2 separate regions of the Bombyx mori genome follow, and region 1 is linked to region 2. The links are chromatin contacts, called in public Hi-C maps. All regions are on one chromosome and are shown on one strand. Each heading gives the region's core, a stretch centred on a gene start, on an enhancer-like site or on the middle of the called end of the contact. The rest is flanking DNA. Distances are from core to core; before and after follow the strand shown. Region 1 overlaps LOC101739643. Region 2 holds the start of RpL39 (ribosomal protein L39).

What was found. A called contact is a pair of places that touch in the nucleus more often than the background predicts.
Region 1: a contact with region 2 is called in a Hi-C map of midgut, with 2.6 times the contacts expected there. The contact joins two enhancer-like sites. A contact is called at or near these places in 2 of 7 Hi-C or Micro-C datasets (midgut and whole pupa).

Annotation. Positions count from the first base shown.
Region 1 is chr13:9,195,558-9,202,507 of ASM3026992v2, reverse strand. LOC101739643 reads right to left here. Exons shown (of 9, transcript XM_004927792.5): 5 at 1,216-1,408; 6 at 642-821. Among protein-coding and RNA genes, the nearest start is that of LOC101739643, 6.8 kb to the right of the region's middle. Within about 2 kb of position 2,052, at least 1 of the 8 cell types and tissues checked has open chromatin away from gene starts, as enhancers often do.
Region 2 is chr13:9,156,237-9,163,534 of ASM3026992v2, reverse strand. It overlaps RpL39 (ribosomal protein L39), which reads right to left and starts at 6,785. Exons shown (of 3, transcript NM_001043786.1): 1 at 6,769-6,785; 2 at 6,571-6,674; 3 at 4,030-4,128. The coding sequence starts at 6,771. The coding sequence ends at 4,080. LOC101739787 (bestrophin-4) reads left to right here. Exons shown (of 13, transcript XM_062671806.1): 11 at 567-761; 12 at 2,087-2,214; 13 at 2,306-2,584. The coding sequence ends at 2,425. Within about 2 kb of position 2,909, at least 7 of the 8 cell types and tissues checked have open chromatin away from gene starts, as enhancers often do.

The sequences.
Region 1 (6,950 bases), core at 803-3,302, 40 kb before region 2:
TGTTCCTTCATTATATTATTTTTTAGAACACAGCTACGTATGTCTTGCAATGGTTAAGAGATGACATGATCTTAAGCAAACTTCCACTTTTTATCATTTTTATGTATAGTTCTATTCCTTTATAAAGGGTGTTTTTTATAGAGGTATGAAACTTTAACTTGGAAAAAATAATTTACATTGGCATTTACATTGTAGAGTCTATGGGCTCCGGTAACCACTTAAGATCAGCTCGTGTCCACCTAAGCTGTAAAAAAAAAACGATGCTGGTCAGAATGTTAGTAAATGGTGACTGACCGTAAAGTCTGTAGTCTACGCCGATAAGCCCGGAACGATTGACCACTCGGAGGACAACATTCACCGCGTAATTGTCGATATGTCAAAGGCAATAAAATATATATATATGTATATAAGACTACAAATATTGGAAAAATTCATCGAAAATTGGACCACCAGATTAGACTATGTCCGAGTCAGACGTGGCGGTCATATGCCAGAAGTCATATGTAAATTATAATGCCAAAAGATTATCTTTCGAATAAAGTGAATTTCATGGCAATTTAAAAAATTATCTTTTTTTTCCATTTAGTTCTATACCTCTATAAAAACACCCTTTATAAATATGTACTAATGTAATTATTTACCCTCAACTTCTTCATTGGAGGTCCAATATTTAATGGATGCAAAAGTCTTGTAACTGATGTAGCTATTGGAATTGGATTTTTAACAATAACTGGTTTATTCTTAGGACTTATTGGTCTCTTTATAGGTTTTTTTTCTTGCTTTGGTGTTTCATCCAAGTTTATTGATGCAAATTTTTTCACCTGTTAATAAATACTATTTCAATCATTTAAACTAAAATACACAGTAACACCTTCATTTTAGAGACCATTAAAAGGTAATGGCATAGTGTTATCACTAATAGTGATAACATTATGCTAATAGGCAGCGGCTTGGCTCTGTCCCTGGCAATGTTGACGTCCATGAGCGACAGTAACCACTTACTATCAAGTGAACCGTATGCTCGCTTGCCTGCTGGGGCAATAAAAAAATTAAAAATTTCATTTTATGTTCATAGGATCCATAATAATAGCTTCAAACCTGATAGGTTTGTGTGATCTGTGAATTTAAGTCAATAATAAAAGGTATACATATATTATGTGAGTAATGTGGAATTTATTGATAAAAAACATCCATCCATTTCCCAGATGGAATTACCTGTATAGTAGGAGGAATTTTTGATATTATGGGTACAGGTGTTTGTTTTTTAGGGCCATTTTCTTCTTTTTTCTTAACAGGATCCAATTTTTCACTTCTTTTACTTTTATTCTTACAACATAAAGATTCATCAGCAGCACATTGTTTCGTCAAAAGTTCTCTGATTTGAGTGTCCACAGTATAAGTAGCAATTCTGTAAATTAAATCAACACTTAGAGCTGAGAGCTAAAATGCTAGAGTCAAAATAATAGACTTGAAGTGTTGTTTAAATGCAAAGTCTATCAGTCTAAACAAGCATGTTAGAATATAAATAATGGCATTATTACTATCAGATCTAGATATAAATCAAATACAAGTAGTTTTGCTTTCTTAAAAAACTGTCAATAACAAGCATCTTCAACAAGCAGTTTTTTAACATCTTCAATCTGATGTTAAAAATGAGGACACTTCATTTTGATACATATTGTTTACAAATTGAGTAGTGGTTTATTACCAAATGAACCAAATTTTCAAAAGTTTTGATTATTTCATTTTTATTATTGCCCTTTTAAACAGCATACGATTCACCTAATGATAAGTAGTTACCATCGTTAACGGACGTCAACAATGTCAAGTCTCTGCCTACCACTGAGTACTTTCCACAAGCCTTGTTTGAAGAACGACATGCCATAGCTCTCAGGAAGCACCGAGGAGGTAATTTCATACCAAAGCCGAATGGTAAGTGGCAGAAAAGATCTCTAGAAACACAATGCGGATAAATGCAGGGGTTCTATGTAGTATGGATGACTCTGCACTAGTAGCAGCCGGTGCTTAGGCATAAATGAAATGGGATCATCTCAAACAATTCTGCACACTCCCCATGGAACATACAGTACAAAACCTATAGAGAATTGAAGTCCCTCCATAGGATCCAGTTTCCAAATGATCAGTGAAAACAAGGTTATCAACAGTCTGAATGGCTCTTTTCTGCATGGAGAGAAATGTCAGTAGCTAGTATTTAGGAGCCCCAGCCAGAGGTAGGAGCATTACATTACACAAAGCTGGACTTGTGCTATGTTAAGTAAAAGTATTTGTCTAGGGGTGAATATTCTTCGCTCTGTACAGGACTCCCGGATTTCTTTTACACCAACTTGGTTTTGCCCTCCAAATGATTGTGATATTTGAAATCGCACAAATGAATTTGAACACATGAATTTCAGCATTGTGACAAAAGTCCTTTTTGGCAGTAAACAATGCACAACCTATGTCTTCAATGAGTTGAATTGAAATAAATTTAATTCAGCCCAGGCAGAGATTCTAACCAGAGTTCTCTAATTTAGACACAAGTTTTAATTGTCTCTCTTGCAACATGCTCTGGAAAGACTGATGGTAAATTTGTCATGCAGCCCCCATGCTGTCATCTCCACAGAAATGCATGCCATCAATAAATAGCATGTCATTGATATATAGGATGAAAAACGTGGGGAAAACATGGCCTTAAGCCAGATTAGGTATCATAGCAGCAGATATCAATGATGACTATTATGCTCCACCCATGCAAAAAGCTAGCGATCCCCTTGCTGAGTACTTCAGGGATTGTGTAAACTGTTAACTTTTAATTTTTTTATTGCTTAGATGTGTGGACGAGCTCACAGCCCACCTGATGTTAAGTGGTTACTGGAGCCCATAGACATCTACAACGTAAACGCGCCACCCACCTTGAGATATAAGTTGTAAGGTCTCAGTATAGTTACAACGGCTGCCCCACCCTTCAAACCGAAACGCATTACTGCTCCACAGCAGAAATAGGCAGGACGGTGGTACCTATCCGCGCGGACTCACAACTGGTCCTACCACCAGTAATTACGCAAATTATAATTTTGCGGGTTTCACTTTTATTACACGATGTTATTCCTTCACCGTGGAAGTCAATCGTGAACATTTGTTGAGTACGTATTTCATTAGAAAACTTGGTACCCGCCTGCGGGATTCGAACATCAGTGCATCGCTTGAACACGAATGCACCATACACGTCTTATCTTTTAGGCCACGACGACTTCTAACTTTTTGTTAACTTTGACAAAAATGCCTTATGCCAGACCCTATCAAAAGCTTTAATGATATTGAGGCTAACAGTGACAGCTTTGCCATTGCTCTCTAGGCTTCAGCCTGTGAGTAAGGTATACAAAAAGATCTCCAACTGAGCATTCGTGAAAGAAATTATATTGTTGGTCACTCATCATCTGGTGAACCTTAAGATACTTCAGAAGTTGTGTTTATTATTCACTCCATCATCTTGGAAAGAATGGGGATTATCAAAATAGGCCTATAGCCTGAGGAGTTGAACTGGTCACACTTCTTGTGGATAGTGTGGTCATGGGTGTTCTTCTACACCATACCCCTGTTAGTGTTATAAGAGAGGCGTTAAAAAAGTGATAACACAGGTGTCAGGTCAGGGACACATCCTTTCAGAACCACTGCAGGAATGTAATAATTCGACTTATATATGTCGAGATGCCAGAGCTTTTTTTTTTTTTTTTTTTTTTTTTTATGTTTGAAGGATTACTGGTGGCCCGGAGGCCTTTCCAGTTTCACCAGGACAGGTGGGCGAGCAAAGGCTCAGCCAGGAGGGGTGGGATTTGCTAACAGCTACCCGAGCGCCTCCGAAGGAGACCTAACAGCTCAAGAGCAGCTGCTTCGCGAATGAATCTACTACCGGATCGGAATCGCGACCCGCTGAGAAGATCCGGCGAGAAACTCAGCGAGCTGATTCATGGGTTAGGTTGCACGGCGAACTCTTTGTCGAGTTCGACGAGTACGGTTACCGAGGTCCCTAAGCCTGCTCCTAGAGCTGAAGGCGTCTAGTGCGAAGGTTATTGGATCTGATGGATCCGTAAGGACGTGTCTAGGGCGTCGACGGTGACTGGCTCCTGCATGATCAGGATTCGGGGAGTAGTCAGCGGCGGCTACGATAAGGCGATTATTATGACGCATAGCCTTATCGAAGTACCGTTCCGACGCTGACTTCATGTATTTCTGTATAGATTCGAGGCCCAGGTCGTCGTGTAGGTCAACGTTCCTCACGAACCACGGAGCTCCGACGGCTAACCTGCAAAAGCGGGATTGTAGAGATTGAAGGGTGTCTATGTGCGTGCGGGCCGCGTGAGCGAACACCACACTCGCGTAAGTCATGACGGGCCTTATGCAAGTTTTGTAAAGTGTCACCTTGTTCCGAAGGGACATTTTACTCCGCTTACAAATCATGGGGTAGAGTCTACCGAGAATAAACGCGGCACGGTCACGGACTGATTTTATATGCGGGCGGAATGTCATCGATGCATCCAGGGTAACGCCCAGGTACTTGACCTTCCTGGCCCAGGGTATGGATTGACTAAAGAGAGTAATCGGGGGTGTGAGATTCCTCCTCCTAATACGGGAGGAAATCCGTGTGGAGCTTCCCCTCTGAAAGAGCACCGCAGTACTTTTCGCTGGGTTGATGTCTATGCGCCATTTTCGGAACCACTGTCCTAGGGCTAGGGCTGCGCTCTGAAGCTTCTTCGCGATTAGGGACTTGTTTCTACTGGAATAGTAAACAGTCGTGTCGTCGGCGAATAAAGCTAAATGGGTCGGCGGCGACCGGGGAATATCGTTAACGAATAAGCTAAATAGGAGGGGTGAGAGGACAGAGCCTTGCGGGACTCCAGCTGTGAGAGGTCGTGGGGAGGAGCGGGTTCCCTCGACTCGATATCGAAAAGAGCGGTTCGACAAGAAGTCCCGTATGATGAGCACGAGACTATCCGGCACACCCATGTTGAATAGTTTGAAAATCAAACCGTTGTGCCAGACTTTGTCGAACGCTTTTGCGACGTCGAAGAAGAGAGCTCCCGTGTATAACGGTTTTGGTCGATTAAGCCCCACAAGAATGTGCTCCGTGAGGCGGTGCACCTGTTGAACGCATGAGTGATTTGTACGGAATCCGAATTGTTCATCGATGAGAATGCCCTTGGATGAGACGAAGTCTCTGAGGCGTTTGTAGAGCAGACGCTCATACAGTTTGCCTAGAGACATGAGGAGGCTAATCGGGCGGTAGCTCGTCGGATGATTTTTTGGTTTACCGGGTTTATGTATGCCGATAACGTCCGCTTCTTTCCACACCGCGGGAAAGATACAGTTCGCCATAGCGGCATTGAAAATAGATGCCAACATCACGATGAGTTGGACGGGTAAAAGTTTAATAACGCGGTTGGATATACCGTCGGAACCGGGAGCCTTGCGAGGACGTAGGTCTTTGATCAAGTCTTTAACTTCCATCGGGGTGACGGGTGGTAACACATCAGAGGGTGGCAAGGAGGCTTTGCGTTCTACCTCACTGTCTACTAATTCTACATGCAGAGGGTCCACGGATTGAGTGCTGGGCGTGCACTGGGTTTGCAATGTATCGGCCAGCAGCTCTGCTTTTTCGTCATCATCGAACGCCGTGAGTCGGCCTGAGGGGCCTACGAGGGGGGGCATAGTTACTACCGTATCCGATTTGAGAGTACGAGCTAAGCGGTAGTAAGACCTTTGGGAGGGCGCGAGTCCTTCTAAGAAATCAGACCATCTGGCATCTCGGACTTCGGCGATGCGAGACTTTACGTCGCGTTGTAGGGCACGCATTCGAATACGATTTTCCGCGGTAGGATACCTGTCGTAGGCGCGTATCGAGGCGTTCTTAGCTCTAAGGAGTTCCCTAATATCGTCGGACAATTTGAAGCGGTGAAGGAAGTCCTCCGCTACAACTTGTTTCGATGACCTATCTAATGTCGAGGTGATGTGTGACGTTAAGATGTCTATGGCTTCAGCGGTATCCTGAGGAGACGGGGTAGAGTCCGGGCTAAACGGTAGCGATGGTGGATCAGATTCAGCCAGGCTGATGCCCAGCGTGTGCCAATCCACCACAGTCCTCGTGACGGGAACGGAGTCGGGAGCGCGACCGAGCTTCATAACGACGGGACGGTGGTCTGAATCTAACTCTGAAACTACTTCGATCGAGTGTAAGCGCAGAGTTACGTTTTTTAATAACGCTATGTCGAGTATATCCGGGCGATGCGCGATATTTAGCGGGTAGTGAGTCGGGATTAGCGGAGCGACGATATCGAAGGCGAGATTATCGACTAACGCGTCAAGCCGCCTGCCATTCGGGGTTGTGGTGTGTGAGTTCCACCTAATGTGTTTACAATTTAGGTCGCCCGCCAGAATGACAGAGCTCCCCATGCCGAGCAGCGCCTCGATATCACTGCTTAGAACGATCTTATCCGGTGGAAGATAAACGGACGCGATAACGATCGGCGCGTGTCCCGTCAGTGAGATTCGGCACACTGATGCTTCGATATTAGCGAGCGCGGGAGGATCGAGTGGGACGCAATGCAGGGCTCTTCTATAGTAAATGACGGTACCACCACCACGAGCAGAGAGCCTGTCGTTCCTGACCATGTTATAGTTCGCGATTTTAGGGTCACGGCGCGCGGGCTTAAGTAGGGTCTCCTGCACTAAAAAGATATCAATTTGATGGTCACGCAAAAAGTCAGAAACCTGATCACGCTGATTTGCGAGACCGTAAGCGTTAAAAAATCCTATCGTTACGGATAGGGGCTTTATTCTACTTATATACGCCATTGATTACCGGCGGAGTGAGGGGAGGACGTACGTATTTAATGACGCGTATACGTCGGCGTATTCTTGCACAACGGCGATAAAGTGTTGTGCAGTGGAGGCAG
Region 2 (7,298 bases), core at 1,660-4,159:
TACATTAACAAACAAAAGAAGGTAAAGGAAATCCAGATACTTAGTAACAGAATTCGACATTACTTCAGTGCGTCACGTAGGGTACCGGCGACCTACACGGCAGTCAAAGGGTTAATAAGCAGACTGCTTGCATCAACTATGTCGCCATGCGGTCGCGCTGTATTGAGGAATTGGAAAACATATTTTTCTTTCTTTTTTTTTTCCTACCTAAGCTGATAGCCTTGAGAGGCTATTTCAGCGTAACCTTAGCTAGTAGGTGAGCTCACGGGGCTCAAACCGGAGAGATGCTAACACTGACCCTAGCAAGAGTAGTGCTTCGCAGAATCTACCACCGGATCGGAAACGAGGACTCACTGAAAAGATCCGGCGAGAAACTCAGTGGGCTGTGTCTGTGGGTCAATTCGCTCGTCGAGCCCTTCGTCGCAAGCGACGGGGTTCGACGAGGACGGTGACCGGTGCTCGAGGTACCTAAAAGCACCGTTAGTGGATCGGGAGGATCCGTAATGACGTGTTTTGGGCTGGGAAACATCGTTTTATAGTTGCAATACACGAGGTAATGTTTTCAGAGGAAGACAGTCGGTTGTCCCGCTCGGCGCCGAATCAGTGGGGCGGCGAGCGCGACGACGAGCGAGACGACAAGAGTCCGACGGCGCGCTCGCTCACCGCGCGGGGCTCGTTCGCCGACATCGACGACGAGCGGCGGCCGCGTCTCGACAGCGACGTCGGCGCCTCGCTCAGCGCTGCCGGCAGCCAGACACTCAGTGCGTATCTTCAGACTAGACATGCGTAGTTCCGGACCGAAATAGTTCCTGGAACTATGTTCTCATATGGAACTATATCATTCAATCCGAGTTGTCAAAATTAACATGTTCAGACAGTTCCATTTCCATTCCAAGTGTACTGTTATGCAGGAACTACGAACGCGTTGAACATGACGGACATGCGGACATGATTAGTAGACTTCACGGATCATATGACCTCATGGGTCGTAGTTCGCCACCAAAAAAGAATAGCAGATTTTTATCACGTTCGAAACATAGTTTTGAGTAATGGTAGTAAAGTTTATTTTTGCATGTGCACATTTTTGTCATTAAGAATGCTTGAATGCGTTGCGCGTGAAATAATAAGAGCCGATCGGCTCCGATTGCGCGCTCTTTCTCGCTCTCGTAGCCGACCCGAGCGCAACCGCTTTCAGATCTCTTCCAGCCGGTCTATGTAAAATAGTTGGCGGCTCCGCTCCGGCCAATTCTCAACGTATACGATCCGGTCTATGTGAACGGACCCTTATAGACTTCCGCGGTACTCTGATCTAAGGGATTTACCAAGAATGCTGCTTCTTACTGGTGGTAGGACTTCTTGTGAGTCCGCGCGGGTGGGTACCACCACCCTGCCTAATTCTGCTGTGAAGCAGTAATGCGTTTCGGTTTGAAGGGTGGGGCAGCCATTGTAATTATACTTGAGACCTTAGAACTTGTATCTCAAGGTGGGTGGCGCATTTACGCTGTGGATGTCTATGGGCTCCAGTAACCACTTAAAACCAGGTGGGCTGTGAGCTCGTCCACCCATCTAAGCAATAAAAAATAAAAAATACACGTCTGCGTTTTGTAGTGGTGTCCTACGATAGCGAACGTTTACTATTATTAGACGTATTATAATTATGCAAGCACGGGTACAATAGGATAGGAAAAAAGCGTGAATATGATCTCATTGAATTAATTATAAAAATAATGGCGCGATTATGTGTATAAAATTCGTAGGCATCAATTTGGATAACGCTGGTTTCAATGTATGAATGGTTTAACAAGCTCACAGCTGGAGTGTCAAATGGCTACCAGTCATAAGACGTCACCCAACACAATAGTTTAAAGATCCGGCGATAAAATATGTATGTTGTTATATCATATATAGTATTATATAGCAAATAACGCGACCGCGATCGAGTTGGTATTGTTAATGAGGCATGTCAGTGAGTTCCGATAAAAAAATCTATGGTTCGTATTTGTAGGTATTCAGAATATTTAAAAAAAAAACATGAATAGTATTAAATTGTTTCGATTAAAGCCTATTTCTTACTTACTCCTTTCAGTCGATGATGTGGATGGGGAGGAAGAACCCGATATAGATGACTTCAACCGGCTCAGAAGTATAAGAGAGCAGCACCGAAGAGATAAATATTTACAGAAACTAATGGCTCGGTCTGTTAGTGCTCAACAGGTAATTAAAAAACAGTATTAAACTTCACAAGTCTAATAAAAACGCACTTGGCATTGATAAAATATATATATATATATTTAATTTATTTCAGCGCACAGGCAGTGGTGAAATATTAGACAATGATCTATTGTTAGAAGACCTACTAATCCAATCAGGAGCGTTGAAGAAAGAAGAGAACCATATAAATGGGTCAAAAGAAGACACAACTTGACATAGTATAAGTCTCATATTTACATGGGAATGAAATTGGCGTTCTGAGCCTTTCAGTATTATAAATTGTGATATTGCTAAACCTTTACTGCAAGTACAAGCAATAAATGCTAGTGTTAATACAATTATTTAAAATAAATACCAAACTATTGCTTTATTATGTACCTGTTTTTAATTCTGCCTAAAAAACAGTAACATTTGACCTAGTATTGAAACAAAGCGGCTTTTCAAATTCGCTAATGCTTCGTCTTTAATTTTAGGCAAGTTGAATTATCATTATATAATTTTTTGAAATGATTTTTAGCATTTTGCCAAATTAAATAAGATTTCTGACAAGTGATTGAAGTCTTATTTGCATTCGACCACAAACGACTACTTCGCCGTAAGAAATCAGCCGAAATAATCTGCGTCGCGGCTCAAGACTACACCTAGAGACTAGACTCAATACTAGTCATAGATTATACACTTTATATATTTCTACTAGTACATAAAGCAGGTCTTATATATCTCCTCGGCCGCCTCTCTTCGCCCGGAGGGAACAGATGCCATCACTGCAATGACTACGACGAGGACATGGCGGAGCACGCGCGCTCGCGGTCTTCCCGCTTTCGCGGAGCAGTGCCGTGTTCTCGTCGCGAAGGTAGGACCACGGTAGCCCCAACAAGTCCTGGTAGGCGATACTCGACTTCAGAGAGTCCACCATCTCGCAGAAAGAGACAGAGCTCTTTTTCCCCGGTGATGTTCGCTGCGCGACCTGAGGGGGTCAAGGCTGCGCCGCACACTATCGTAGCTAGCGCGCTGGCACCAGGAGGATGGGACGACGCGTCGGCGGCTGTGGTCCGCGTTACCGTCGTCGCTGGGTGTGCTGTAGGAGGGCAACCCGGTTGAGGGTGTATCGCGTTCCGATCTGGAAAGTTGGTTCTAGAACACCAGCTGCACCGCCCAGGGACCTGACGGTGTACCGTGGGGACCGGCGTCGTTGGTCGTCGACGATCGCCTTGACGACCCGTCAGTCAAGTGTTCTCAGGATAGTGCCGCGAGTCGTGTTGTAGTATTGACCACGGAAACTCGTCTACTCTACCCGGGTTCTGACCTCGGGCGGAGATCGGACGTATGGTGGGGGTTGGTGGGTAGGCATCATCCTTGGGCCCGCGGTCCGCTTTCAAAATCTGCCGACCGTCAAGTCCCACATACCGTGTGCGACCCCTATAGAGGGCCTCTGCCCGAAAAAAAGGCTTTTATTGTTCACCAGAACTTCGTACATAGGCAGGTAATCATTATATCTTATATTATTATATTTAATCTATTTTTAAATACCTATTTAATGTTTTTTAAATTCTTTGTGGACGAGCAGTCTACACGATAGTAAATAGTCAGTCACTTGTAAGTATTAGCAATACCAAAGCCAAGCCGCCGCCTACTGCTAGAAATTCCTTATACCTCGTTTGAAAAAAGACGTCCACTACTTTTTTGTCAATTTTGTTAGTTTCAGTGTCTTTAATAGCAGCTAAATTGATATAAACCAAACAAAAAAAAAACATTGTTAATCTATCTATGTAATATTTCTAAAAAATACTAAAAGTAAAGGTTTAAATAAAATTTGACTTTTGACTTTACAGGGTTTTTATTAGATTACATTTAACACATTCACAAGCTTACAACTTGAGCTTTGTCCTTCTCCAGTGACGCCTCTTAGCGTTATATCTGAAATAAAAAAAACGATTGAAATGCATTCATATTAAAATCATAATAACATGTATTATTAAAGTTTAATGTCACATATTTAGCTATATAGTCATGCACTAAAACTAATATTAGGTAGATGATCCAAATTAAAACCATTATTATCATAGTCATTATAACATAGTTATAACATTAAGATTAATTTTGGTTTTCAGTTTTCTCTTTTGACCTATACAAAAAAAATTTAAATGCTAAATCTGTCAGTAATCACTTAAGAGTTTCCCTTGACAAACAGAGGAGCAAAAATACTGAACTATTTTTAAATAGAAATGGATGTGTACTGAAAATTTTAATCCTAATTTGTTGTCAATGTGATTGAATTATAAATCCTTCTTTGTCACTAGTATTTTTCAGTTATCGTGAGTTGTACACAACTAAAATTACTACAGTAACTCCATGTGAAGTCACTTGATTTAATGACTAATTCCCTAAGGGCCTAAAGCGTCCAATTCCCTTGGCTTTGGTGGGTTTAGCTTGTCTCCCATACCATGATACACTCTATATAGCATTACACCCTCTCAATAACAACCACAATTAAGTAATAATTGTTGGATGAAGAAGATGAGAAAGATGATCCTGAGCCTCCAATGAGCATTAAAACTTTTGAACCAGCTAAAGTATTGGCAAAGTACTTTGTTTATCAGTTGCCTCAATATCGTAAGATATGAATAAAATAAGTAAAAAAGTACAATAAAATTACTGGGACAGTAAGAAGTCAGGCAAAACAACCTGTGTTCAAATAAGATTGTTTTTATGTACATAATTACTAACACTACAATAGTTTGAAATAAAGTTTTTTTTATAATTCTGATTTTTCTTCTTTCCATTTAATGATAGCATCCTATGATGCCATAAAATGCATAGTCCCTCCAGTGTCGTTATATAGTGTTTACACTATATTAATATTATTTTCTCACATTTCATATTTTAATTTTAATTGTTATTTTAAATACCAATTTTTGTGGACATGGTTGCCAAGGACATTCTTTGTCATTGGAATAATGTGCAATTTTTTTTTTACTACTTGGTTGGACGAACTCACAGCCCACCTGTTGTTAAGTGGTTACTGGTGCCCATAGACATCTACTACGTAAATGCTCCATCCACCTTGAGATATAAGTTCTAAGGTCTCAGTATAGTTAACGGCTGCCCCACCCTTCAAACCGAAACTGCTGTCTATAATTATATCATCAATTGTTAATATTGTTAATTGTCTATAAAGATCCTTTCTTGATATTTAAGGCTTTTTGAACACAGAAAGAACTAAGGTATCTTTATATCATCGTCTGTCGTCTATTGAGCACCCACCCGGATTCCGAAGGGTTCGATTGTCATTTTAATTGTTTTAGCACTTCAACAGGTGAAAGGTTATTCTTTCTACTCTTCAGGTTTTATATCAGCAACAACCATATTATTCAGAATCGTTTTTTTAGTATTTGGATTTTTTCTATTCCCTATTTTAGGTAAAAAAGTAGTTTCCATATCAGATCAAAATAAGCAACCACAAGATACATTTAATTACGCCAAAAAAGCAGCAGTGTCTGGATATTCGCTTATTGACCTCCTAGCATAATTACTAACCTAAATGCACCTTAAATTGTCAGATTGATCAAGAAATTGAAACTTTAAGTAAATGGATTTGGAAAATAAAATGATTTCATTATATTGTTTTTAGTCTTTTTTACAACACATTTAACATAAGAAAGCTAGGTACTTATTAATGAAATTAATAAAAAGTTATTAATGAAGAGTTTTCTAGTCACCAGACTGAGCACTTTGTTCAATCATGTGTGTCACTCATAAATATTTACCTACTGGGATATAGTCCAATCTTAGTGAACTCATTTTCTAAGACTGCAGGTTTAGTTCTTGATGTAGGTAGGTACCTAATGTTGCTGCCGAGACCTATTTTATAGCAGTAGAACACGCAAGTCAACTTTTCAGACCGGTTGTTTATTTTGTCAGAATAGTGACTTTATATTACTCAATTTGTACCAAGAGAACTAAAAACTAAACCTTGCTCGTTCACGAAGCCCGCTATAGAAAGCAGAGGATTAAATACACTTGACATTGGCGAAATCTAAAAGGAAACGCCATAAACCTAAGAGATAGATAGATAGATAGAGAACTAAACCGAAAACACGAAATACGAATTAAATTAATAAATTAAAAAGCAAGAGTCCAGTACTACATACTTCTACACAATAAAATGGAAAATTTTCTATCTGTGCGGCAGATCTAAACACCTGGTTTTATATTTACCAGCATACTTAACCTCCAAACAATTAATGTTAAAATTATTAAATAATGATAATAATGTAATAAAATATGAATAAATAAGATGTTCTGCACTTTGGATAGGTAATTAATTGGTGCTGTTGTAAGAACTGAATAATTACTTACCGAATAGTGTTTCCTGTGCGCATCCTTACCCACTGAGGAATGGGTCTGTTTTGTTTCAGCTTTTTGGCCAATTTGCGCTTAATAATAAACGTCTTATGGGCCGACTGAAACATCAATCATGAAATTAAGATAAATATATTCCACATTTGTAATTAGATTACAGAGATTTTTATAAATATTCCCAATCCCAATACTAACCATTTTGAACAATCAAGTTGTCAAAACAAAGTGAAAGAATGTTGCCAGCGTTGCTTTAATTTTTTTTAAGGGATTTTATGACCTGGTAGCTAAGACCTTTAAGTCATGTCTTATTTTAATTTATATTTAATTTATTTTTATAAAATATGATAATATGGAGTGAAATGAAATGAAATTGTTGGAGTTTGTATATTAAATGTAATGGCAGGCAACACTTGACACTTGATTAGATTTCGAATATTAGAATTATTTTAAATGTTTAAAAAAACAGATCATTGTATTCTCGTAAGAAAATGTCAGTACTTCTCATCTAGACACGGCAAGAGAATCATGAAATAGTTTTATAAAAAATATAAAAATAATAATTGTATAATGGTGTAAAAGTGTTCCAGCAATCTGCAATATAATTATAATGAAGCAGTTGTGTTTTTAAATAGCCCCTCATCACCTACAGAACCCAATCCCCTCAAATTTAACCTTCCAACAGAAATGAAAATGATTAATTTGAGAAATTAATTAACTGCGATGAA